Linked DNA regions of Mus musculus: all the other regions are linked to region 4. The links are chromatin contacts, called in public Hi-C and HiChIP or PLAC-seq maps. All regions are on one chromosome and are shown on one strand. Each heading gives the region's core, a stretch centred on a gene start, on an enhancer-like site or on the middle of the called end of the contact. The rest is flanking DNA. Distances are from core to core; before and after follow the strand shown.

Evidence for each region. A called contact is a pair of places that touch in the nucleus more often than the background predicts. HiChIP or PLAC-seq counts read pairs in DNA pulled down with a chosen protein or histone mark.
Region 1: a contact with region 4 is called in a Hi-C map of bone marrow-derived macrophages, with 31 read pairs. The contact joins the enhancer-like site here to the promoter of Tmem201 in region 4. A contact is called at or near these places in 1 of 39 promoter capture datasets (macrophages), 2 of 484 Hi-C or Micro-C datasets (bone marrow-derived macrophages and muscle stem cells), 4 of 115 datasets of contacts at active chromatin or transcription factors (the 230-238 cell line, Th17 cells, embryonic stem cells and 1 more) and 3 of 9 other capture datasets (adipose tissue, liver and pancreatic islet).
Region 2: a contact with region 4 is called in an HNF4G HiChIP or PLAC-seq map of pancreatic cancer cells. The contact joins the enhancer-like site here to the promoter of Tmem201 in region 4. A contact is called at or near these places in 1 of 39 promoter capture datasets (macrophages), 2 of 15 datasets of contacts at CTCF or cohesin (large pre-B cells and pro-B cells), 2 of 484 Hi-C or Micro-C datasets (embryonic stem cells and olfactory sensory neurons), 3 of 115 datasets of contacts at active chromatin or transcription factors (embryonic stem cells, microglia and pancreatic cancer cells) and 3 of 9 other capture datasets (adipose tissue, embryonic stem cells and liver).
Region 3: a Hi-C map of bone marrow-derived macrophages shows a contact between it and region 4, with 50 read pairs. The contact joins the enhancer-like site here to the promoter of Tmem201 in region 4. A contact is called at or near these places in 4 of 39 promoter capture datasets (the 3T3-L1 cell line, the C10 cell line, macrophages and 1 more), 8 of 484 Hi-C or Micro-C datasets (the G1E-ER4 cell line, bone marrow-derived macrophages, cortical neurons and 3 more), 6 of 115 datasets of contacts at active chromatin or transcription factors (the 230-238 cell line, Th17 cells, embryonic stem cells and 2 more) and 4 of 9 other capture datasets (adipose tissue, embryonic stem cells, liver and 1 more).
Region 5: an H3K27ac HiChIP or PLAC-seq map of microglia shows a contact between it and region 4, with 6 times the contacts expected there. The contact joins the enhancer-like site here to the promoter of Tmem201 in region 4. A contact is called at or near these places in 1 of 39 promoter capture datasets (macrophages), 1 of 15 datasets of contacts at CTCF or cohesin (embryonic stem cells), 6 of 484 Hi-C or Micro-C datasets (the G1E-ER4 cell line and embryonic stem cells) and 2 of 115 datasets of contacts at active chromatin or transcription factors (embryonic stem cells and microglia).

What each region holds. Positions count from the first base shown.
Region 1 is chr4:149,615,243-149,619,937 of GRCm38.p6, forward strand. All of the region lies in intron 2 of Clstn1 (calsyntenin 1), which reads left to right. Among named protein-coding and RNA genes, the nearest start is that of Clstn1, 31 kb to the left of the region's middle. Within about 2 kb of position 1,954, at least 7 of the 459 cell types and tissues checked have an H3K27ac peak or open chromatin away from gene starts, as enhancers often do. A contact at or near this core is called in adipose tissue and bone marrow-derived macrophages, where this site is marked.
Region 2 is chr4:149,817,376-149,822,025 of GRCm38.p6, forward strand. No RefSeq gene overlaps it. Among named protein-coding and RNA genes, the nearest start is that of Gm42354, 29 kb to the left of the region's middle. Within about 2 kb of position 3,401, at least 109 of the 459 cell types and tissues checked have an H3K27ac peak or open chromatin away from gene starts, as enhancers often do. A contact at or near this core is called in adipose tissue and pancreatic cancer cells, where this site is marked.
Region 3 is chr4:149,636,127-149,641,277 of GRCm38.p6, forward strand. Clstn1 (calsyntenin 1) reads left to right here. Exons shown (of 19, transcript NM_023051.5): 10 at 2,107-2,269. Among named protein-coding and RNA genes, the nearest start is that of Mir7023, 17 kb to the right of the region's middle. Within about 2 kb of position 2,100, at least 29 of the 459 cell types and tissues checked have an H3K27ac peak or open chromatin away from gene starts, as enhancers often do. A contact at or near this core is called in bone marrow-derived macrophages and muscle stem cells, where this site is marked.
Region 4 is chr4:149,735,046-149,740,172 of GRCm38.p6, forward strand. It overlaps Tmem201 (transmembrane protein 201), which reads right to left and starts at 3,023. Exons shown (of 11, transcript NM_001284270.1): 1 at 2,790-3,023. The coding sequence starts at 2,902.
Region 5 is chr4:149,837,939-149,842,604 of GRCm38.p6, forward strand. No RefSeq gene overlaps it. Among named protein-coding and RNA genes, the nearest start is that of Gm42354, 50 kb to the left of the region's middle. Within about 2 kb of position 3,148, at least 62 of the 459 cell types and tissues checked have an H3K27ac peak or open chromatin away from gene starts, as enhancers often do. A contact at or near this core is called in microglia, where this site is marked.

The DNA of each region.
Region 1 (4,695 bases), core at 704-3,203, 120 kb before region 4:
AAATTCTCATTCTCTTGCCTCAGCCTTCTTAATAAAGTTATTAAATGTTTGATATGAGTTATTTTATAAGATTGCACCCTGTGCCTTTGCAGAGAAAAACCCTTTAGGACAGTGTCATAGATTTTGATCATATGGTGATTTTCCTACATCGCTGACATTTAGTGGTGTTTGCCAGGCAGATCTGCCCTGACTGCTGGAGGGCTCTGCTTTCTCAGTCCCAGAGTGAGAGCAAACACTGGGATAACACACACACATGCATGTGGCTGTGTCCAGGTTTTAAATTTTTCTTTCTTTTTTCTTTTTTTCTAGTTTTTTAAAGTTTATGAATGTGTTTTACCTGTACGTGTGCAGGTTTGTTAGGAGGTCAGAAAAGGCCATCATATCTCCTGTTGTGAAGTCATGTGAGTGCAGAGAGTTGACCCAGGTTCTCTGCAGGAGAAACAGATGCTCTTAACCCGTGGATCATCCCTCCAGCCTGGGTCCAGCCTTTAATGTAGGTTCTGAGAATCCAAACCTCGGGCAGTCAGGCTTTGTCAGGTTCTTTACCAATGGAACCATTCCCCAGCCCAAAACAACTTTTTATTTTTGAGATAGGATTTAGTTTGACTCAGTTTTTTTTTTCTTTTTTCTTTTTTTTTTCTTTAGCTGTCCTCAGATACTCCAGAAGAGAGCATCAGATTTTGTTACAGATGGTTGTGAGCCACCATGTGGTTGCTGGGATTTGAACTCGGGACCTTCGGAAGAGCAGACGGCGCTCTTAAACACTGAGCCATCTCGCCAGCCCCTTGACTCAGTTTTTTAAAGATTTATTTATTTTATGTATGTGTGTACACTGTCGCTCTCTTCAGACACACGATAAGAGGATGTCAGATCCCATTACAGATGGTTGTGAGCCACCATGTAGATGCTGAGAATTGAACTCAGAACCTCTGAAAGAACAGTCAGTGCTCCCACACTCTGAGCCATCTCTCCAGCTCAACTCAGTTTTTATAAAGATTTATTTCAGCCGGGTGTGGTGGCGCACGCCTTTAATCCCAGCACTCGGGAGGCAGAGGCTGGCGGATTTCTGAGTTTGAGGCCAGCCTGGTCTACAAAGTGAGTTCCAGGACAGCCAGGGCTATACAGAGAAACCCCGTCTCGAAAAAACAACAACAACAACAACAAAGATTTATTTCTATTACCTTTGTTACACATGCACAGACACATACACGTGTGTATGCATACACACACACATGCTGCACATACTATACATATACACAGAAACATACATGCACACCACACCACTAATACACATGCAAACATACACTGTACACACTGCACATACACATGTAAATGCATACACACATATCACACACATACGAACATGCCACACATGGACACATGGACACACACAAGCATACGCACATGCACAAGTGCAGGTAGCTGCAGAGGCCAGGAGAGGGCCTTGTTCTTTGAAGCTAGCTCTAAGTGTCCAGTCTTTTTTATTTTGTAAGTATTTATCATTGCTCCTCCTGTGTGACATTTAGAGCTACATCACAGTTTTAGTGAGGTTGCCGAGGATATGTTGCCAGTGGGTTTATATACATTCCTGCATTTTAAGAAGTGATTTAGAGGCTTGGGGAGGCAGCTCAGTAATTAAAAACACTCTGCTGCCCTTGTGGAGGACCAGGGTTCAACTCCCAGGACTCACATGGTGGATCAGAACTGAAACTCCAATTCCAGGAAGTACAATGCCCTCTTCTGACCTCTGTGGGCACCAGGCATGCATACGGTGGGACACAGACATACATGTAGGCGAAACACCCTTATACCTAAAAATAAAATGTTTTGAATAAAATAAGAATAAATATTTAAAAGGAGAGTAGTAACTCAGGCTGGGAATGTACTAGCCTGGCACCACAAACCTTGCATTCGGAGCTCAGACCCATGTCACATGTTGAGGAAGTACAAACTTTTAGTCCCCTCAGCATTTGTGAGGTGGAAGCAGAGGGATTAAACAGTCAGGCTCATCCTCTGTGACAGAGTCAGTTTGAGGAAGATCAGACTGAGCTACTTGAGACCCTTTCTTAAAACACAAGGAGGCAAAGAATGACTGTGGTCCAGGATTCTGGGGTCACTGCCCCCAGCTTTGATTTACAAAGCACCAGCTGTGTACAGTATGCGGCGCTCAGAACCCACCTCACAGCGAATAATGCATTTGCTCCTGAGCATCAAGAAGAAAGGCCAGGCACTTTTCCAAATGCTTTATAAATAAAAATTTGTATTTAATTCTCCATCACTTGAAGCAAGGATGCATTTTGCCAGCCACATTTTAAAGAGAGGAACTAGGATCTGAAGAGATGGCTTGGTGGTTAAGAACACTGGCTGCTCTTCAGGGGACAAAAGTTTGTTCTCAGGTACCCACATAGTGGCTCATGACCACCAACTATTACTGCAGTTCCTAGGGAACTGATGCTCTCTTTCAGCCTCTATGAGTCCCAGGCACTCATATGGTACACTGACTTATATGCAAAGAAACATCACACATAAATAAAAATGAAGTATTTTTGTTTTGTTTTTGAGACAGGGTTTCTCTGTGTAGCTCTGCCTGTCCTGGAACTCACTCTGTAGACCAGGCTGGCCTTGAACTCAGAGATTCACCTGCCACCTGAGCACTGGGATTAAAGGCTTGAACCACCAAGGTCAGCTTTACCCCTCAGTTTCATCATCTGTAAACAGAAGAATTCCAATGCCCTTCCTAAGGCTTGGGCATATTTGTTTGTCTATATGAGTTGAAGAGCTTAAATTCACTCTTGAAGACTGGGGATGTTGCTCAGTGGTAGAGCACCTGTCTGCCGTGCATAAGGCTGTGGGTTGCAAGCTACACCCCAAGCCCCACCCTCAGCAATAATAATTAAAATAAACACAAAATAAAAACATCATCTGAAGGAGTAAAACAGTGATTGGTTCAGAGTCTTGTATGGAATGTCTGCTGTTTCCATATAAACAGTGAAATCATATGTAGCATGTTTAAAAATATGTTTTCATGACCCAGCAAGATGGTGTGGTGGGTAAAGGCACCTACTCCCCAGCATGATCCCTGATCCCAGGAGGAAGGAAAAAATGGCCTCCTGTAAGCTGTGTTTCCCCTCCCCAAATAGATTTTTTAAAATTCAGTTTAGTTTAGTTTTGTTTTGCTTTTGTTTTTTCAAGACAGAGTCTTACTACTTAGCCCTGGCTGTCCTAGAACTCTAGAGACCAGGCTGGCCTGGAACTCAGAAATCCACCTGCCTCTGCATCCTGTGCTGGCATTAAAGACATGAGCCACTACACCCAACAATAAATGTAATGTTTAAAAATGTTAATGTATGGCCTTAAATTTAATATTCTGTGGGAAATATGTGTCTATTTACGTAAGTTGTTATTCAATTCCCTCACACTTCAGATTATTTTTGTGTTGAGCAAGGCTTATTCTGGAAACTTATTCTGAGGTTGTTTTTGCAATGGTACTGAGTCTGCTGTGGTGACAAGATTGGAGATGTCTTGTGAGGTGGCAGTAGCTCACTCTCAGTGAACTGTCAGTGTCCCAACTTGTCCTGGGCTCTTTATGGCCACCTGTCCTTGGCTTCTAGTCTCACCATAGTATCCCAGGTGGGGAAACTAGTTCAGAGCATGTCAGCTGCATGCTGTCGGGAATGGTGGTCTCGTCCATTTCTCTCCCTAGTGCCCTGGTTAGTTCAGTGCTTGGGACACACCAGGACTCCATACTTGTATGTGGAAGGACAGATGAGTTTGGCTAAGACCACAAGCTTTACTAAGTATGTTGCCTTTGAACCAGGCTCTCTGGCTGCAGCTCTCTGAGACATGACATTTCAAAGTTGAGAACAGTCTGCTTTGTGTTCCCATCCCTCATGGGGTGTGTGTGTGTAGGTAAGTGCTGACCGAGCTCACTTGACAGAGCTCTGAAGCAGACACATTTGTGGTATTGAGCTTTCTGTCCCTGACACCCAATGTCTGACTCTTAGGGGACACATGGCCAAGTCTAGTTGTTTTCTTGGTGTGCTGCAAGAAAATGTGCCAGGGAGTTTGTTGAGGGAATCTGCTGCAGGTATCCCCCTTCATAGATGAGCCTGAAGCGATGACTCCCCTCTCAACCTTTATTCTTATATTTTTTCAAGATTTATTATTGTTAGTGTTATTATTATGTTTCCTGGCTGTTTTCAAGTCTCTTTCTCGGGTCCATAGTCAAGTGTGAACATTTTGCCTACCTGCATATATGAACACCACCTGCTGTCTGGTGCCCTCAGAGGTTAGGAGAGGGAATCAGGTCTCTGATAATAAAAAATAATAAAAAGCTGTAGGTGCGGGCTGGTGAGATGGCTCAGTGGGTAAGAGCACCCGACTGCTCTTCCGAAGGTCAGGAGTTCAAATCCCAGCAACCACATGGTGGCTCACAACCATCTGATCACGAGATCTGACTCCCTCTTCTGGAGTGTCTGAAGACAGCTACAGTGTACTTACATATAATAAATAAATAAATAAATCTTTAAAAAAAAAAAAAGCTGTAGGTGCTTGGGAGCCACCACATTGATGCTTGGAATTAATTTTGAGTCTTTTGCAAGAGCAGGCCAGTGCTCTTAACTTTTTTTTTTTTTTTAATTTTGTATTAATGTATATGAGAACATTGTAGCTGTCTTCAGTCACACCAGAAGAGGA
Region 2 (4,650 bases), core at 2,151-4,650, 83 kb after region 4:
AGGCTTCTGGGATTCCTGAGCCTACCTCACCATACAATGCTAAGGGTACATTGGTTCAAAATCTCATTATGGCTTTATAAGATCTGTTTGAGGTCTTGTGTCCTACCTAAAGAGAAAGGAAGATTCAGGGATGGGACCACCCCTAGCTTCTGGGTGCTGATAGCTCCTCCCACTTTCAGCCCTGTCAGATGGTGGCAGGGTTGAAACCCTCTCTGGTGTGGATTCTGAAGGAGACAGAACGAGGATCCCATCCAGGTTCAAATCCTGGCCTCCCCACCTATAGCCAAGGGACTCTCGATGGGCCACCTCCTCCTCTGACTCCTTAGATGTCAAAGCGGTATTGAGAGTCACAGCTGGTCTACGGCCATACCACCCTGAACGCGCCCGATCTCGTCTGATCTCGGAAGCTAAGCAGGGTCGGGCCTGGTTAGTACTTGGATGGGAGAGTCACAGCTGCAGTGACCCACAATTCAAGGCCTCTTAGAAGCTCAGGATAGGACAGGGGGACTGAGCTGGGCCTCCTTCCAGCTCCTCTCTACTGTATGACGTATCAGTAGGCTGGGGCCACTCTGGGCTAAATTCACTTTATAAAGCAACAGTCTTTGGCTTGAGAGATGACAGTGACTAAGAGTTTATATTGCTCTTCCAGAGCACTGGCAGTGAGAAGTCCATGGTTCCCTCTAACTCCAACTGCAAGGGACCTGATGTGCTCTTCTGACTCCCTTGGGCGTACACACACATACACACACACACACACACACACACACACACACACACACACACTTGGCATTCACATACACATACATACATACATACACACACACACACATACACACACATACACTTGGCATTCACATACACATACATACATACACACACACACATACACACACACATACACACATACATATACATACATACATGCATACATACACACACAACACAAACACACACATACATACACACACATACATACATACATACACACACACATACATACATACATACATGCACACATACATAAATACATACACATACATACATACACACATACATGCATACACACATACATACATGCACACATACATACATGCACACATACATACACATACATACATATACACATACATGCATACACACATACATACATACACATATACACATACATACATATACATATACATGCATACACACATACATACATACATACATACATACACATATACATACACACATACGTACATACATACATACGTACGTACACACATACACAATACATACATACACACATACATATACTCATACATACATACATAATACATACATACACACATACACACATACATACACACACATACATACATGCATACACACACACAAATAAAAATAATAAAAATAGGGGTTGAGAGATGGCTGCATGATCAAGAGCACTTGCTGCTCTCCCATAGGTCTTGGGTTTGACTTTCTGTACCCACATGAAGTCTCACAACCATCTGTAATTCTATTTCTAGGGGGATCTTGTGCCCTCTTCTGGCCTTCAAAGGCACCAGGCATGCACATAGTGCCCAGATATTGCATGCAAGCAAAAGTATTCCTGAGCGTAAAACTCAAAAAAAAAAAAAGTAAAATGAATCTTAAATTTTAAAGCATCATCCTTGGTCTAAGCTACATTTTCAGTATAAGTACCAGGAAAGAAATTACCCCACCTCTCTCTCTCTCTCTCTCTCTCTCTCTCTCTCTCTCTACTTCCCTCCCTCCCTCCCTCCCTCCCTCCCTCTCTCTCTTTCTTTCTTTTCTGAGACAGGTTTCCCCTGTGTAGCCCTGGCTGTCCTAGAACTGCCTTTGTAGACCAGGCTGGCCTCAAACTTAGAGAAATCCACCTGCCTCTGCCTCCCAAGTGCTGGGGTTAAAGGGATACACTACCACCACCATGCCTGGCCTACTCCGCACTGTAAAGCAGTAAGCTGCCATCGGCTTCTGGCACCAGCCCCAGGAAGCTCAGATTGGTAATTCCAGTAAATACTAACACCCAAGGCTGCACCTAAGCAGATTAGAAACCACAGCCACAGGTGTTTTTCACTCCTGCTAGATGGAAGCCCTCAGCCAGGATTATAAGAGAAGGGGTTGGGGGGGGGGAGAGGGAGGTGAGACAAATGTGCATGCGTGCTAGAGTCACTGGTCCATGAAAGTTACTGCAGCAAAGGCCTCCTGCCTGCAGCCTGGTCTCCTGCTCAAATGCAGCTTCCTGCCTGTAGCACTCAGCCCTCTTCAAGCTGACCCTGTGTTTGATGGCTCCGAGCCTTCCAGTCCCCTGCAGATCCCACCGTCCCCTGTCCCCCACCCCCACCCCCACCCCCGCCGCCCCCAGACCTGTTCAGCTTGCATTTGGCTCTGCTTCCAACTCAGCACTGCCTGTCTGACCTACGCTGCCTCTTTAACCCTCTCTTAGACATCCCGACTATATTGTGATAGGTGGTCTGAGAGTTTAGTAATTACGATTAGAATCAGACAACCTGCGATTGCCAGCCAGCTACCAAGTGAGACTGGGATCACCTGGCAAATTGTGGCTGGCTTGTTTATTTATACATTTTGATATTGAGGGAAGACACAAGATTGTCTATGACAATGACCTGTTTCAGGAGTAGGGCTTTTGCAGATGTGACTAGAGAGCTTCGGATGCAGTCATCTTGGATTTGCGTGACCTCTACATCCCATCCCTGATGTCTTCCTATGAAGAGGATTGGACCCAGAGGCTAAGAGAGAAGAGGAGGCCAGTTGAGACCAGAGATTGGAGAATATAGCTGAGGAAATTGTTCTTCCACAGGCTGGAGAGGCCAGAATAGCTTCCTCCCAACCCCGCAGTGTCGCGTGTCGCAAAGAACACAGACCTGCTGATGCCTCGATTCTTTCCTTCTGGCTTGATGGGAAGTGATACTTTTCTGTTGTTTTCAGACACCCAGTTTATGGTAATTTGTGATTGGTGGCAGCATTCCTGAGAGGGAGATTGCTGTCTCTCAAGCATTTGCCTTAGAGCACGCAGTAGATGCTCATTAAAATCCAGAATCGCCTGTGCCACCATTCCTGAGGACACTGTGGGCAACATCAAGGCATCTATGTGAGCTTTCAGGGAACAGCCTGTGACCCTGCAGGGGACCCAGGTAGCACAAGGAACACCCTGGGTCTCCAAGGGTAGTCACTCAAGCTGACATAGTGTTTTGCCTAGCATTCCTGGCTGGAGCCCTGGAAGGACAGAGCCAGAGGGAGAGGGCAGAGTCTGCAGCTGGGGAAGGCAGCAGCAGGGTTGGGTTGAGGCTTTCAGGAGGAATGCTTACCACCCTGAGTCATGGCATGTAGGCCAATGGCCATCGCTGACACATCACACCCCAGAGGGAGGCGGGCAGTGACCTCATGCTGGTTGTCAAACACTCAGCAAGCCTCCCAGTACCGCCCAGTGCTTCAGCATTGCCCAGAGGGAGCTGTCTCCACCCCTCCCCTGCACACTCGGGCCAACAAGCAGGACAAGCAGACATTTGGGCCAAGACGTTAGATGCTTTTGGGGCGAGGTGAATGGTTTCCACTTCCCAGAGGGCAATGGGATCATAAACTCTGGAATACAAGCTACGCAGCTGCTGCAGCTGCAAAGAGCAAGCACTCTGGGATCAGCTTTGCAAGACTCAGTCCCTCCTGCCTCTTGCCTGTAAAAAATGATGGTTTACAGATGGGGAAACTGAGGCCCAGAGGCTCTACATCTCTGAACCAAAGGGCATCCTGGAATAGGAGCAGTCTGAAACTAAGAATTTATTTTGAGACCGAGTCTGCTGTAAACCCTGGGCCAGGATCCTCACTCTGCCCTGGGTCTAGGAGGGGCTGGAGTCAGTCTCTAGATTTTTGAGTTTTAAAATCTGTTTTTCTTTCTTTCTTTCTTTCTTTCTTTCTTTCTTTCTTTCTTTCTTTCTTTCTTCCTTCCTTCCTTCCTTCCTTCCTTCCTTCCTTCCTTCCTTCCTCCTTCTCTCTCTCTCTCTTTCTCTCTCTCTCTCTCTCTCTAGCTTATAGTTTTTTGAGACAGTGTTTCTCCATGGAGCCCTGGCTGTTCTGAAACTTGCTCTGTAGCCTCAAACTCAGAGATCCAGCTGCCTCAGCCTCCCAAGTGCTAGGATTAAAGGTGTGTGCCAACACCGCCTGGCTTTCTTTCTTTGAAGATTGATTTGTTTTCAAGTTGTATATGTGTGTGGGTATGTGCACGAACGCCAGTGCCCACAGAGGCCAGAAGAGGGTGTTATGTCCCCTGGAACCGGAGTTAGAGGTGGTAGTGAGCCACTTGACTTGGGTCCTGGCAACCAAACTGTGGTCCTCTGCAAGAGCAGCAAGTGTTCCTCACTGCTGAGCCGTCTCTGCAGCTCCTGCCCTGGAGTGTGATGTGTCAGCTGGCAGTGCTGAGGTGGGGACCCAGGACCCTCATTCACACTCTGTGCTCTGCTTCTGAGACTCGTGCGAGGTCCCAGGGAGCCTGGCCTTGTTACTCTTACCTGGGAGTAAAGGTGTCTGCTGGCAGCCATAATGCATATCCTCTCCTTAGAAAGGGAGGGAGGGAGGGAGGGAGGGAGGGAGGGAGGGAGGGAGAGAGAGAGAGAGAGAGAGAGAGAGAGAGAG
Region 3 (5,151 bases), core at 850-3,349, 100 kb before region 4:
CTGGTCACCTGAGTCTAAGGCTTGGCGTCCCAGACTGTACCAGGGAGTGCTAGACTGACTCAGCCCTTCAGAGGCACCAAAGCTGCCTTAAACGTTCAAGTGGCAGCCATCTTGGTGTCTTTCAGATGCCATACAAACTGCTAGCTGGAGATGTATGTCTGGTGAGACCACAGAGCACCCCTCTTGGTGATGTCTTTGGGGGTCTGATTTCCCATCATTCCTGTGATAAGGGAGGAGGAAGGCTGTTGAAATATCTCCGTTAAGGAAATGAAGTCAGCGCATGCTGCAAACCCAGACTCACACAGCTTGTGAAGGGGGAAGCTCTGGCTTAGCTGAGTTACTTGGTTCGTGGAGTCAGTGGGCAAAGGAGGGCCAGGTCATTAGGTTAGGTGGGCCTGGGCTTGCTAAAATGTAACAACTTTCTGTGAAACAGTTGCGAGATCCAGAAACCAAGGTATCCATGAGAGGGGAACAGAGCCTGTGGTATGCCAGTCTTTCTGTTGTGGTTTTTATTTATGTAAATAATCCTTTCTCCAAAGCTTTTACTATATGTTCCCAAGAAGCTAAGGAAAGTGTGCCATGGAAAAAATTCCATGTGGATGCTGCAGGCTGTGCCTACTGAGGTGACTCATGTAGGGTCCCGTGGTTTCACATTTGTTAAAACTTCAGATTTATAAGGAAGACAGGTGAGGGTAAGGGCCGTTCCTGGGCCTCTGCCCGGCCTCTGTAGTGAGCAGCCCTTGTCAGCTTTGTTCCTTGACTATACCTGTGCTCTGTTAATAATTTATATTACCCATCCCCAAGTGACTCAGTAACTCCCAAGAAATTCGGAACAGAGTGCTGCATTCAATATAGACATTGTGTCTCTAAGTTGTAACATAGCCCTCACATTCATTAAGGAGGCTGGGGGCGTGGCTTAGTGACTACACATGCTGGGCAGAGCTGAGACCCTGGGTCCAGTATGAGCACCCTCATTCCCACCCCCAAAAAGGGAAACAGAGGAAAAGGTAACAGTAATTCTTAGGATAATCAAATATCCAGTAAGTGTTCAAATTTCAAGCTGTTTTAAAGATGTATCTTATTGAACCAGAGTCTCTTTACAGTTTGTTTAAATAAGGATTCCATACGGAGTCAGACATTGCGTTAAGTTGGTCTATTCATAATGCCTGTTAACTACTGTAAAGGAATTCAGTTTAATTTGGCATGCAGTCTGAGTTACATGTTTTTATTTGTTTATTTGGTCTTTTTTTTTTTTTTTTTTTTTTTTTTTTTTTTGAGGCAGGGTCTCTGTAGACCTGGCTGAACTTGCTGTGTAGACCAGGCTGGCCTTGAACTCACAGAGGTGCTGCCCTTTGCTTTGCCTTTCTCCTTCCCTCCCTTCCCTCCTCTCCCTTCCCTCCTCTCCTGTCCTCTCCCCTCCCATCCCCTCCCCTCCCCTCCCCTCCCCTCCCGTCCTCTCCTCTCCTCTCCTCTGACGGGGATTCACATAGTTCAGGTTGGCCTCAAACTCTACTCTCCAGCTGCTGAGAGATTGCAGCCAGGCACCATGGCATGGTTATGCATGGTCCTGGGGATTTGACCCCCAGGCCTTATGTGTGGGTATTCACCAGCTGGCCTCAGCCTGTATGTTCCTGTTTGGATGAGGATTTCAGCAGAGAACATGTATGTGCTCTGTCATACAACTTGACTGGTGATACTGCTATTTTGGTCCGAAAATAAAGGACTAGTATTTGGGAGGTAAAAGTTGACGGACTACTGACTCCAAGTCCAGTCCCAAGACAGCCAGGGCTACCTCAGTTTTTAGGAGATAAATGTCTAACCTGCCGTTGGAGAAACTTCTGGAGAACTGCACAGCCCCTGGCTGAGTCCCTGGCCTGTGCTGCTGCTGCTGCTGGTTAGCTAATGCCGGAGAGATGAGGAAGTCGGCCTTCTGTCCAGTGGGATGTGTTTGTGAAATACTTTCTCCACAGACTTTTAAAATCCTTTTCTTTTTAGGAAGTCATTCCTACGCGTGACTCATCTTCTGGGTCCTGTCCTGCTGCAGCTGGGGTTGTGTCTTTGGCTAAGCAGCTGGTTGACATGTCATGCTTCCATTGCCTTGGCTAGGTCTGTGATGAGGACTGGCACCACTTTGTCCTCAATGTGGAAGTTCCAAGTGTGACTCTCTACGTGGACGGCATCCCTCATGAGCCCTTCTCTGTGACAGAGGACTACCCGCTTCATCCAACCAAAATAGAGACTCAGCTTGTGGTCGGAGCTTGCTGGCAAGGTAACGAACGGCCTCGGGGATTAAATAACAGCTCCTTACCGTGTCCTCACTGTGTCAGAGCCTTTTTATCCATGACTCCTTTATCTGTGCGTAGCCTTTTAGGGAACACTAGTCATGTCATCGATTGTTGTTTACTAAAGGTGTGTTTGTACGACAGACACATCACCTTTCCTGAACCTGAGAACACACACACACACACACACAGAAAGTATGGTTAGGAAACCAGCATATAAACCTGTTTATTAATTATTGGTGTCTGCAAAGCTGGAGGAAAGAGTGAACCATAGATACAGAAATATAAAAGATGTAGATGTCTATGGCTGGCAGGTCTCTTCTGTGGTATTTAGCCCTTTAGCAAGCTGTCAAGAGCTTGCTAGGAACCTGCAAGTGAGGGGACATTTGGAGAGGACTCTGGAAAGCTCTGCTGGAGGAATGATCCCCCCCCCCCCCCCCCCCCGAGGCCAGAGCAAACCCTTGACACCTGTGTTTGCCCCGGGGCAGGCTGTCTGCCTTTTTCCTCTTATGTGTTATCTCAGGTGAGCTTCATAGTCCTCTCATAGAGCGGGACAAACTGAGACCCAGGGAAGGAGCAACCCAAGATTATCCAGGTGATCAGCACAGAGCTGCGATTTGAACCTAAATGCTGTGACTCATCAGAGGCGGCTTTGCTCATTCCCTGAGAGGTGAAGCCTTCCTGGTTTGGCGAAACCTCTGAACCCCTTAAACGATACATTGGTTACTTGTGGGATCTTAGGTAGCCAACTAAGATGAGATAGTGGCTAGCATACAGAAGGATCGACTCTGTGGATTTGTGGTAGTGATACCCATGATGCCCCATTAAGAGGGGAGAAAAAGGTTTAATGGCAGGACCAGAAGACAGTGTAATTTGAAACTAGTGAAGGACTTGGGGGGACAGTTTGCTGATCCCTGCTCTACTGTGCAGTGATACAAAAACACCCATGATTCTCCTGGTGACAGGGTCACAGTGACCACCCACACTGCTGTGGTTTATAGTCTATCTTTATAGCCAAAGGAAATAAGTTATTAGAAGTAAGCATTAACTGTTCTTGTTCAAATTCACAGAGCCCTGCTCTGGCCTCGGAGGGTCACGCGCCCACTGTGACCCGTGTGCCTGACAGCCTCCTACCCAAATCCAGGCACCATCACTGTGTGTGCTGGGTGAAGAGACTTTAGATAGGATTTTTCTCCCCATAGGAAGACAGTGCCTTGACTTTAGTTAGAAAACTATGAATGAATCTAATTCCCAAGACAAATCTGTTTATTTTAGGAGAATTTGAATTTCACGTTTTTTTTTTTTTTTTTTTTTTTTTTTTTTTTTTGGTTTTTCTGAGACGGTTTCTCTGTGTAGCCCTGGCTGTCCTGGAACTCACTTTGTAGACCAGTCTGGCCCGAACTCAGAAATCCGCCTGCCTCTGCCTCCCGAGTGCTGGGATTAAAGGCATGCGCCACCACACCCTGCTGAATTTCACAGTTTTTCACGAAATTCTTTCGGATACAAAGGAGTAAGAGAGCACACTGAGTGAACCGCTTCAGGTTCATTGTCGGTGTGTGCAACTCCCTGTGAGGAAATAAGATGTCTTTTAGGTTTATATTCAAATGTGTTGTAAGGAAAAACAAAAACTAAAAACAAAACCACACACACACACACACACACACACACACACACGCACACACACGCATAAACCTGAAGGAAACTCCACTCTGGCAGTTCCATCATGTTGGTGAAGTGGGCCACCTTGGGCTGTCCTGCCACCTTTGGCTTCGGGGTCACTGCCATCAAACACCAGGTACTTCACATCCTTCCTCGTGACCTCAGCTGTCTCAGCCTGACAGCGACTTGCACACCAAACCAACACAATTTTTTTTTCTAATTTTTAAAAAAATTTTTATGTATGTATGTATGTATGTATGTATGTATGTATTATATGTAAGTACACTGTAGCTGTCCTCAGATACTCCAGAAGAGGGCATCAGATTTCGTTAAGGATGGTTGTGAGCCACCATGTGGTTGCTGGGATTTGAACTCAGGACCTTTGGAAGAGCAGTCGGCACTCTTAACCACTGAGCCATCTCGCCAGCCCTTTTCTAATTTTTAAAACTCCACGTGTTACAGTATTTCCGAGTGTATGTATATCTGTGCACCATGTGTGTGCCTTGTGCCTGTGGAAGCCAGAAGAGAGCATCAGATCCCCTGGAACCAGAGTTACAGATGGTTGTGAGCCACCATGTGGGTGCAGGGAACTGAACCCGGATCCTCTGAAAGAATAGCCCATGCTCTAACCCACTGACCCATCTCTCTAGCCCTTACCAACACATGCTGTTTAAAATTCAGTTCACACGGGAAAAGCTGCCCTTTGCCTTTCAGTGAATGTGGAACCCCTCTCCCCGATAGATCACAGTGGGGAGGATGGGCCATTGGCAGCTGCTTCACCCCTAACTGTAGATCCTGGTGGGTGGACATGGAGGTATAACCCGCTTCACACGTCTGGCCTCATCCCAGGGCATCTCTACACTGGTTGCATGGAGTAACGAGCACAGCATAGTGGCCAGTGTGACAAGGGGAGGCACTTCCCCGAAACACAGTACAGAAGGAGTGGGTTCTGTGCTCAGCCATGGGTGTCTAATCACCAGGGAAGCTTTGAATTCTCTACCCTGATCTGCAGCTGTAGAGACTGTGCTCTGTGAGTGCCCAGGCCTGCCGTGAGGTCCGTAGGCAGTCAGCCAGTGTCCCTCTTAACGTCGTCCTTCCTCTGGTACTTAAAACCCAGACAGTACAGACTCACGTGTTTCATGTGCCACATTCTGGACCTGGTATGAGCCCCTCCCGTTTTGTCCGTGCATTCTGCTTCCTGTCTGGAGGG
Region 4 (5,127 bases), core at 1,773-4,272:
CAATGTTATCCACAGCAGCAGAGAACCCCCAAACTGACCCCTCAGGGGACACAGCCAGCCCTGGACGGACACATGCCCATCCATCACACACACTCAGTCCATCAAGAACCATGCAAAGCTTTCAGAGAGGACATCTGAGCAAAATGCACCGCCTGACTGTGACACAAGAACCACAATTCACAGGAGTGGCAGGGAACAGATGCCATTAGGGCTGGCCACCAACATGCAGGGCATATGCTGCCACCCAGAAACAGGTGCCCTCAGCAGCAGGGTAGAAGGCAAGAGAGGACCAACTAAAATGCACACATCAAGTGGCCACTCAACGGAGCAGGCAGCTCAGACCAGCGAGTGCTGAGGTGAGCTTAGACAAAGGAGTACCCACCAGAGGGCCTCTGAGTGCTGGGACAGGCTCTGCGCTACACCTGAGAGAGGGTATACATATGTATCCTCATCTCCAAACGCAGAAACTATGATCTCAATAAACACAGATGCCACAGGCTGTGAAAGTGGGACAGTGATGGGTGCTAAAACCCAAAGTGCAGTGTGCAAAGGGACATCTTGTCACACAGGAGTGGCAGCATGAAGAGTAGTGGATGCACAGGAGTGGGATGTGGGACCTCTACCCCAGACCCCAAGGTCCGGGGCAGCCACTCTGGCTGGTGTGGCAGTGTGGGTGTGAAACAGGGCTCCTCCACCTACAGCTGGTGATGCAGAGCATCCCTCCAGGCTCTGTTTTCCCAGCTGCGAAATGGACAGAATAGCAGCACCTGCCTCATTGGAGCAGCTCCTGAATGACAGGTGCTCTGTGCATGTCACCTGCACAGGAATGGCAGCTGCTCTCATTCTTACAGTAACTGGGACAAGAAAACTCCATGGGTAAGGTGGCGGGGTGGCTGGCTTTGGGCTCTAGATAACTTCTCTGCAACCACTTTGGCCAGTTTTAAAACTCAGGAAGGGCTGACCTGAACGCAGAAACATTTTCTTCACACGGCTCCCAAAGCCTGGCCCTATGCCATCTCTGTGATTAGCTTGAAAACACCCACTCCCCTAAAGGCTTTCCAAAACCAAGTTCCTGCAGGCCCTCCTCTGGCATATTCAACCCCCATTCTTCACCACAGCTGATTCCTGCCTGCCACAGCTTCCCCTCCAGGGAAGGGGAAAGAAAGCTGCAGCCTCTTGCTAAGTGAGGCTTGCTTCAGAACTGTGAGAGGCCAATTCACCTGCACATGAAACCCAGACCTCATAAAGACAGTCACCCGAGACCCCGTGCTCTGACCAATCAGCAGCAGTAGTCCAAACATGGTCCAAACCTTCACAGTCTGGTGTCAGTATGAAAAAAGCATGAAGGGGTTTTTGGCTGCTCCTGAAAGAAATAACACGTCCCACCGGGCGTGGTGGTGCACGCCTTTAATCCCAGCACTTGGGAGGCAGAGGAGGTGGATTTCTGAGTTCGAGGCCAGCCTGGTCTACAGAGGGAGTTCCAGGACAGCCAGGGCTACACAGAGAAACCCTGTCTCGAAAAAAACAAGCAAGCAAACAAACAAACAAAAAAAACAACAACAAAAAGAAATACATGTCCCACACACACCTCACCAAGAACTCAGATTCCTGTCTCTAGCAGAGGCAAGGCATTCGTTGGCAGGACAGGAAGGGTGACAGGCAGCCAGTCCTGGCCACAACAAGTCCCACTCTGCTCTTTTGGCCAAATGCCCTGAGCTGGCAGAGGCAGCCAGGAGATGCCTGGCTTTTGGGACAAGCTCTGCTTGGCACATGAACAGACTGCCCAGGCTCCCCTAGGCCCAGGTAACGAGGGACTGCTTTGGGTTGGCTGATCTTAAGCGGTCCCTCTGACTCCCAAAAACTGGGTGGGAACAAGACAGGAAGCTTGGGTTGAGATCTAGAGTCAGGCACTCTCTCAGCCCCCCGGGATGTGGCCCCCTCTTTCAAACACAGCTGACATCCATCCCCTCCTTAGGTGCCGCTGACTCACCTACCTCTAACAACTTTTGCCTGCCCTCTCCTGCAGAAGAAATGCAGGGTTAAGGAGGGCGACCTATCACCCTGATTGCCAGTTCAAACCATAGCTCCTTGTCATCCAGCGACTAGGGTCAAGTCCCGAGCACTGCACATCCCCGGCTGTCCCAAAGAGGCTCCCACGAATGCGTGTATGTTCCTATCCTCGGGAAATGTGATCAGGTGAGCTATTCCTTCACGCTGCTGGAGAAACGACTCCATTCTGGGGTTTGACCACGGCAAGCTTGGAGTACTGGGGTCTGCGTGGTCTCTGAGCCATGACAGGCCAGGGTATTGATCCCAAAGCCCATCCGTGACATGTGTCCAAGGAGTACAGCGTACACCTCTGAGTGGACAAGTTCCTTAAATGTGTGGAGCGCAGGCTCCTGCCTCAGGCTGCTACTGCTCACACGTGCCTTCTAAGTACTCAGCTCCAAGGCTTCTCCGGGGGAAAGCTTACGCGAGGAATGTTATTGCTATCGCATACAGACCATCAAGCGCCAGCTCTCATCCTCCTAACCGATGGGCGGCAGAGGCCCAGCAGGGCAGTCCAGCCAGGAGCACGGGCCTCGAAGGGAGGAGCAAGCAGCAGCCCCCTCCCCCAGCCACGGTCGGCGGCTGCTCCCCGACGAGGCTTTTAGGGGGTGAGGGCAAAGGCGGTGGCGGAGAATGCGTCCCGCATTCGCGAGCAGGCCTGGTCCGCCCCTAGGACTCCGCCGTGGCCTCGCGGGGGCGGGGCGGCGGCCCGGGCCGCGTGCAGCGGGGCGCGCACTCACCTCCGCGCAATCCGGTAGAGCACCACGCCGGCGGCAGCGCACGCCGTGACCCCGAGGCCGCCCGCCAGGCCGGCGGTGGGGCAGCTAGCCAGCAGCGCGCTCACTCCCTCCATGGCTTCCGGGCCGAGTCGGTGGGCAAGGGGCGCGGGCCGCAAAAGAGACTCCCAGCGGCCCGCGCGCTCCAGCTCGCGCCGTGACCTTCGCCGCTTTGTAGCCGGCGCGAGCCCGCCCCTTGACTCGGCGCGCTCCCGCCGCGCAGCCAATCGCGGCGCGGGGCGAGCCTGAGTGGGCGGGGCGCCTACGGAAGCCCTCGGCACTGGCTCGGACGCGCCCCCCAGCGTCCACAGTTGCAAAGCCACTCTCTAGAGCTGGAAGGAGTCCCGCCTGCGCCTGCAGCCTGCGCACGCATGCATTTGCAGGTCCTAGTGCTGCTACCTTAACGCTAATCCTTGCCAATGCTTTCTCCACTTAGTCCTGCTTTCCTGGCGTTGGGCTAAAGTCGGTCTGTGCCGCTTCAGACGCCACAGTGGTTGAAAATTAGCTTGCACAAACACAAACGTCCAAAGACGGAAACGAGGTTAAATAATCACAGGATAGCATGTTTCGGAACATAATGCAGCCATTAGAGTGAATGGCTAAGGTGTGTGTGTGTGTGGGGGGGGATTGGTCCTGAAGGGATTATCCTTTTTTTTTTCTTTAGTCGAATGTAGATGATTTTCATAGTTGCCAAGTTTGATGAAGTCTGTGCACTTCAAATAGATTACCTCGGGGAGTGAGATGGAGGGAAGAGCCACTTACAGGCGTGCTTCAGCATTTACGTGAGCTAAATTAGGGATCAAGAAAAACTCACTGAGGCTTGGTGATGCACGCCTTTAATCCCTGTGGAGGTAGGCGGATTTTTGTAAATTTGAGGTCAGCTTGGACTACACAGTGAGTTCCAGGTCATCAGGCAATCCATGGGCTAGTAGGTAGGTCCTGTCCTAAAACAAAACAAAATAAAACAAAACATCTCTAGCAAGAAATATTTATACCAGGTTGGGCAGATGTTGTGGCACAAGCCTTTGATTTCTTTAAAAAAAAAAAGGTCAAAAAATTATGGGGCATGGTGGTGCACACCTTTAATCTCAGTACTTGGGAGGCAGAGGAAGGCAGATCTCTGTAAGTTCAAGGCCACCCTGGTCTACAGAGCAAGTTCCAGGACAGACAGGACTCTGATACACAGAAAAACCGTGTTTTGAAAAACAAAACAAAAACAAAACAAAAACAAAAATCTAAAAAAAGTTTATCTCTAATTACATACTATGTTTCTGTAGAATACCCCACCAACACACACACACACAATTTTATGAGTGTCTCTTTTTTTTTAAAGATTTATTTATTTATTATATGTAAGTACACTGTAGCTGTCTTCAGACACTCCAGAAGAGGGCATCAAATCTCATTACGGATAGTTGTGAGCCACCATGTGGTTGCTGGGATTTGAACTCAGGACCTTCAGGAAGAGCAGTCGGGTGTTCTTACCTGCTGAGCCATCTCATCAGCCCCTATGAGTGTCTTTAAGATCAAGTTCTCTGTGGGCAATGATGGCTTGAGGGTCACTGTAATAATCTCTCGCTTTTGTTGGCAGCTCACCTGTCCACATGTCACCAGTCAGGAAGGAAGGAGCAGGTTGTGTGCAGGGAATCAATGTAAAAGCCTGGAAGGTGTCGCTTGTACATCAGAGACAAGACCTTTCCCATCCTCCTTTTGCTTTCTATTAGCTCTGAGTGTGCCTAGAGTGCACTGGCTCACACAATGCATGGCCACGCCCACACATCATTCACTTTCTGGATCGGATGCCTTGAGTTCCAGGAAAGGTCTCCAGCAGATAGCTGTTGTCTAAGAGCTTCCTGAACATCACTCACACCATCTTAGGCACCGCATGACTATTGGCATCTCTAAGTCTTAGGCAAAGGGAAGGAAAAATGATTTCAGATCCAGATTTCAGACTCAGAACTCATCCAAGTCCCATGTGTTTAGGTTTTGGTGTCCAGCTGGCGAAGTTCCTGGAAGGTGACACAGGTAGAAACTTTAAAACTAAATAACACAAAACCACCAAAACAGAAAATCTCACCTTTTATGATGCCTGGTACCTACTGAAGCCAGAGAAGTTATTGGGTCCGCCCTAGAACTGGAGGCTGATGGTTCTCAGTCATCTTGTGGGGTTCAGAACTTGAACCCATATCCTCTAGAAGGAAAGCCAGTGTTCTTAACATATGAGCCATTTTTCTAGCCCCAAGTGGTAAAAACTTAAGAGGCAAGGCCTAGTCGTTAGTCACTGGGGTTGTCTTGCAGGGGA
Region 5 (4,666 bases), core at 1,898-4,397, 100 kb after region 4:
TTCAGACTCTCTCTGAGGAGGAAGTGCTGGCCTCCTCCAGGTGTGAACATCAGGGCATAGTGAGGACTGTCTTCCCTAACCCTTCCAGCCACCAGGGATGACCCATCCAGAAATCTTGGGATGCTCATCCGGGGGAGTGGGGTTTGCCACGAAACCTATCACCTGCACGGTGTGTATAGCAGATCTCTAATGGCTCTCAGTTCCCACCAAGAGCACTCCATACCAAGGCTATGTGCTAACAGGTGTGTCATTGATGGAAGTCGATTTGGAAAGGCGTGCAAACCTGAGTCTGGAGAGATTCCAGCAGCGTGTGTACAGATGTGTACAGAACTCCCAGGAACTTCCTCTAGACATCCCACTGGGTCATGAAAGGATCAAATCTCTCTTTTGGCCTTTTGTGCACATTTCCTCTGCAGCCGGGGAAAGCCCTGTGTTGATGTGTAGAAGCCATGCTCTCTCTCAGATACTCTGAACCTCTCAATCTTCTGGGGACCAACCATTCAGCCATCCAACCTGTGTGCTTTTGTTATGGGAGTACAGAGATATGGGTTCAACTTCGATGATCCATGATGTCTGTGCAGACACAGCTTGGTAGGAAACCCATGGCCCCTGTGGCAATGTCTGGGTAGGACAGAGGAGGGACTCTTTTCCTGCGACTGTGGGCGGCTCCTGGGAACAAGAGGCCTTCAGTCTCCTGACTTTCCTTTGGCCTCAGCCCTTGTAGAGTGTGTTCATCTCTCTCTCTCTCTAAGATGGACACCTCCCTCTTTTCTTGGATGGAATCTATATCATGTCTAAGTGGCTCCATCAGGGAAGGTGTGAGCTCTGAGTGGCCACAGGAGGAACTATGGATCTTGTTCTTCCCCATGGTGGGGCTAGGTCCCCTCAGTGGGATGCCCTCTGGGTGCATTTGGTCCTATTCTCACCAGAGGGCGCCACGACCCTCCTTTATCACTGTCCTGACCTCTGTCCAGGCACACCTTCACTGGTGAGTCTCACAGTTCAGAACGCCAAAGCCTAGCCTTCACCATTCCTACCAGAGAGCCAAATGATCTCCTTAGGGGGAACTGACTTTTCTTTGGGAAAATGAGCAATTTTTGAGTTTGGCAACATCCTCAATATCAGTATAACAGGAACTGACCTCTCTCCTGTATTTCCATTTCAATTTAGGTCTAAAAACCAGCCCCAGCCCCTTCGAGGACAGCATGGGACTCTGCATGATTAAGAGACTCCCTGGGGGTCAGGCACGATGGTGCATGCTTGAAATCCAGGCAGCTGTACTCAGGAGGCGCACGAGTTCAAGGTTATCCTAAGACATAGCAAGTTTGAGGCCAGCCTGGGTTACATGAGACTGTCATAAAACAAACACCCAAACCTGCCAGAGATTAAAACAAGATAAAAGACCCCCTCCTCCAAAAAAACAAAAACAAAAACAGCCTCTCAAGACATGGCCCTGGCAGAAAGCTGTTGGGTACCACTCTCAATCAGACTGACGCAAGCTGCCATCCCGACAGTGGGGCACCTTCTCTTAGGAGGTAGTTTTCTTTTTTGGTCACTGTTAGTTGTTAAGTAGGAGACGGCAATTAAGGCCTTTAAGCCAACACAGATGGGGCTTACTCCGCATTGGTACCAGACAGAGGAGGGTGGCCTGGTGAAAGAATTCCTCCAGTCACAGATCATGCTGTCTACAGGACCCCATGAGTGAAGGATGCCCAGAAGAGCATTTGGGAGAACTAAATATATATAACATACGTGTGTGTGTGTGCATGTTTGGGTGTGTGGGAAGTGTCAGTGTGTGTGTGTGTGTGTGTGTGCATGTTTGGGTGTGTGGGAAGTGTCAGTGTGCGTGTGTGCATGTTTGGGTGTGTGGGAAGTGTCAGTGTGTGTGTGTGCATGTTTGGGTGTGTGGAAAGTGTCAGTGTGTGTGTGTGTGTGTGTGTGCGCATGTTTGGGTGTGTGGGAAGTGTCAGTGTGTGTGTGTGTGTATGTGTGTATGTGCGTGTGTGTGCATGTTTGGGTGTGTGGGAAGTGTCAGTGTGTGTGTGTATGTGTGTGTGTGTGTGTGTGTGCATGTTTGGGTGTGTGGGAAGTGTCAGTGTGTGTGTGTGTGTGTGCATGTTTGGGTGTGTGGGAAGTGTCAGTGTGTGTGTGTGTGTGTGTGTGTGTGTGTGTGTGTGTGTGTGCATGTTTGGGTGTGTGGGAAGTGTCAGTGTGTGTGTTGCAGAGCGGAAGGTTCTGGATTGGATATCACCTGCAGTACAGAGTTTACTCCCCCCCCCCCCCCCAGAACTCTATCTTGGGAGAATCTACATACTTGGCCCTTGACCTTTTACCTCAACCCTGACCCTTATTCCAGCTCTAATCCTCATTTTAGTCCTGTGTGTGTGTGTGTGTGTGTGTGTGTGTTTGTAAGTGTATGTATGTATGTACATGTGTGTGAGCCTGTGTGGTTTCCAACTCTCTGCTAGGCAGCTGGCGTAGCTGCACCATCTTTGCATGTAGATGATGCTACCAGAAGAGGTATCCAACCTCTATGATCCCCAGGAGGGGATGGGTAGGTCTGTGGGTGGACCCACAAATCTCCATTCTATCTGACCTTCTCACATGAATCCTGAAAAGCCAGGTAAACTTTGGCTGGCCCTGGGGTCGCCCCATTATCCCCCTCCCTCCTGATACCCGCCGCCATCACTCTCCAGGAATAGCTGCATCCCTTATGTTGACTCTTGGGTTCTTGCTCCCTAGGACTGGATGGATGTTCACTCATGGTTTCCACGACACTGTTCCTCCTGGCCACTGTAAGGAACAAGGCCTTATGCTCCTGGCCCCAGGGCCCACTCAGCACCTGGCATTCGGGGCCACCAGCTGAACCAACTGTCTGGGCCGTGAGGGTGGGAAATGCTGTTGCTGCAGGATTTGAAGCCCCCTCCCCAGAGAGGGCAGCATTGAGTGGCAGACCTCTTTGGGCTCATTTTCCTACAGTTCCTAGTAGAGATCGCTCCCTTTTCCCATATCAGAAAACAGCTGTTCTGCTGGCTCCCCCGGCATGTGCCAGCACTATAAATACCCCCCAGCCTTGGCACAGGGACCTGGGGAACTTGGGAAGTTAGAGCCCTGGGCTGTGCGGGCAGTGGGAGGGAGAAGCATTGCCCAACTTCCCCCCTCTCAGCCTCCAGGCACAGGCTGGCCCTGCTTCCCACGGGCTAGGAAACCCCCGCAGTCCTCCTAGGAATCTGGCAGAGACAGCTTCAGCAGCCCTGGTGGTGTTTAACACACTGTCTAGTGCGGTCCAGTCAGCTCCCACTGTTGGAGACAGTGAGGCTCAGTGGGAGCCAAGGCACTGGTTCCAGCTGGATTCTTATAGGGGGGAGTGTGAACAGGAAGGAGTAGCTTTTGTTCATGATAGGATTGGCTTTATTTAGGCTTGATTTTTTTTTTTTTTGATGAGTTCTTATATAACCCAGGCTAGCCCTTGAACTAACCCTTGTCTGAGCAAGGCCCTCCTGCCCTGTTGGAGCAGGTGTGTCATTGTGGGTGTGGGCTATAAGACCCTCATTCTAACCTGGAAGTCAGTCTTCTGCTAGCAGCCTTCAGATGAAGATAGAGAGCTCTCAGCTCCTCCTGTACCATGCCTGCCTGGATGCTGCCATGCTCCTGCCTTGATGATAATGGACTGAGCCTCTGAACCTGTAAGCCAGCCCCAATTAAATGTCCTTATACGGGTTGCCTCGGTCATGATGTCTGTTCACAGCAGTAAACTAAGACATGGATCTGGAACTTTCTGTGTAGCCCAGGCGGGTCTCAAACTTGTACCACTCCTTCCTGCTTCAGTTTCTTCCCCAGGAGCAGGAGAGAGGGGAGATGGCTCAGTGGGTAGACGCTCTTGCCTTGCAAGCCTGAGCACCTGGGCTTGATCTGTGTAACAATGAACTAATGACCTCAAGCTGCCCTCTGAACCCCATGTCATAACATTGTCCCCCTAACAATAACAAACAAAGAAAGAACACAAATAACATAAAGAGGAGAGAGGAGGGAGGGAGGCCTCCTTCAGGGCACCCTTTGCTTAGCTTGCCAGTGTAAGCTGAGCTCACCTGTACCTCAGCTGCCTGCTAAGATACCCTGCTCTGCTGTTCTTATGGACTACGTGAGTCAGGCGCCCTCTGGTGCCATGGTTTGCTTACTGCAGCCTGAGAGGGCGATAGCTCAGCAAGCAGATAAAGGTCCAGCCTGACAACCCTAGTTCAGTTTCCGGAACTCATGTGCTGGAAGAAGAAAACTGAGCCCTGCAAGTTGTCTTCTGACCTCCACATGTGCACGGCGGCTTGTGTGTACCCACACACATATGCAAACACTTACACATATAATAAATTAAAAATTCCATTTAGAAGTTATTCTATTTAAGCCAGATTTGCTTTTATTCTATTACAGCCTTTATTATAATACAATTTATTCATAAATTGTGAAACTCACTAAGAATCTAAGTTCTTGGATTTTTTTTTCTTCTTCTTACTTTAAGATCACCAGCCCCCTGCTATTCTTGGGATGCTTTCCCTTGTTAACAAACTAAAAAAAAAAAAAAAAAAAAAAAAGAAAAGAAAATCACTACATCTAGATAATTAGTCACTACTATAGCAAAATCAGAGGTTTAGCCATGGAAATATGAAGAGAA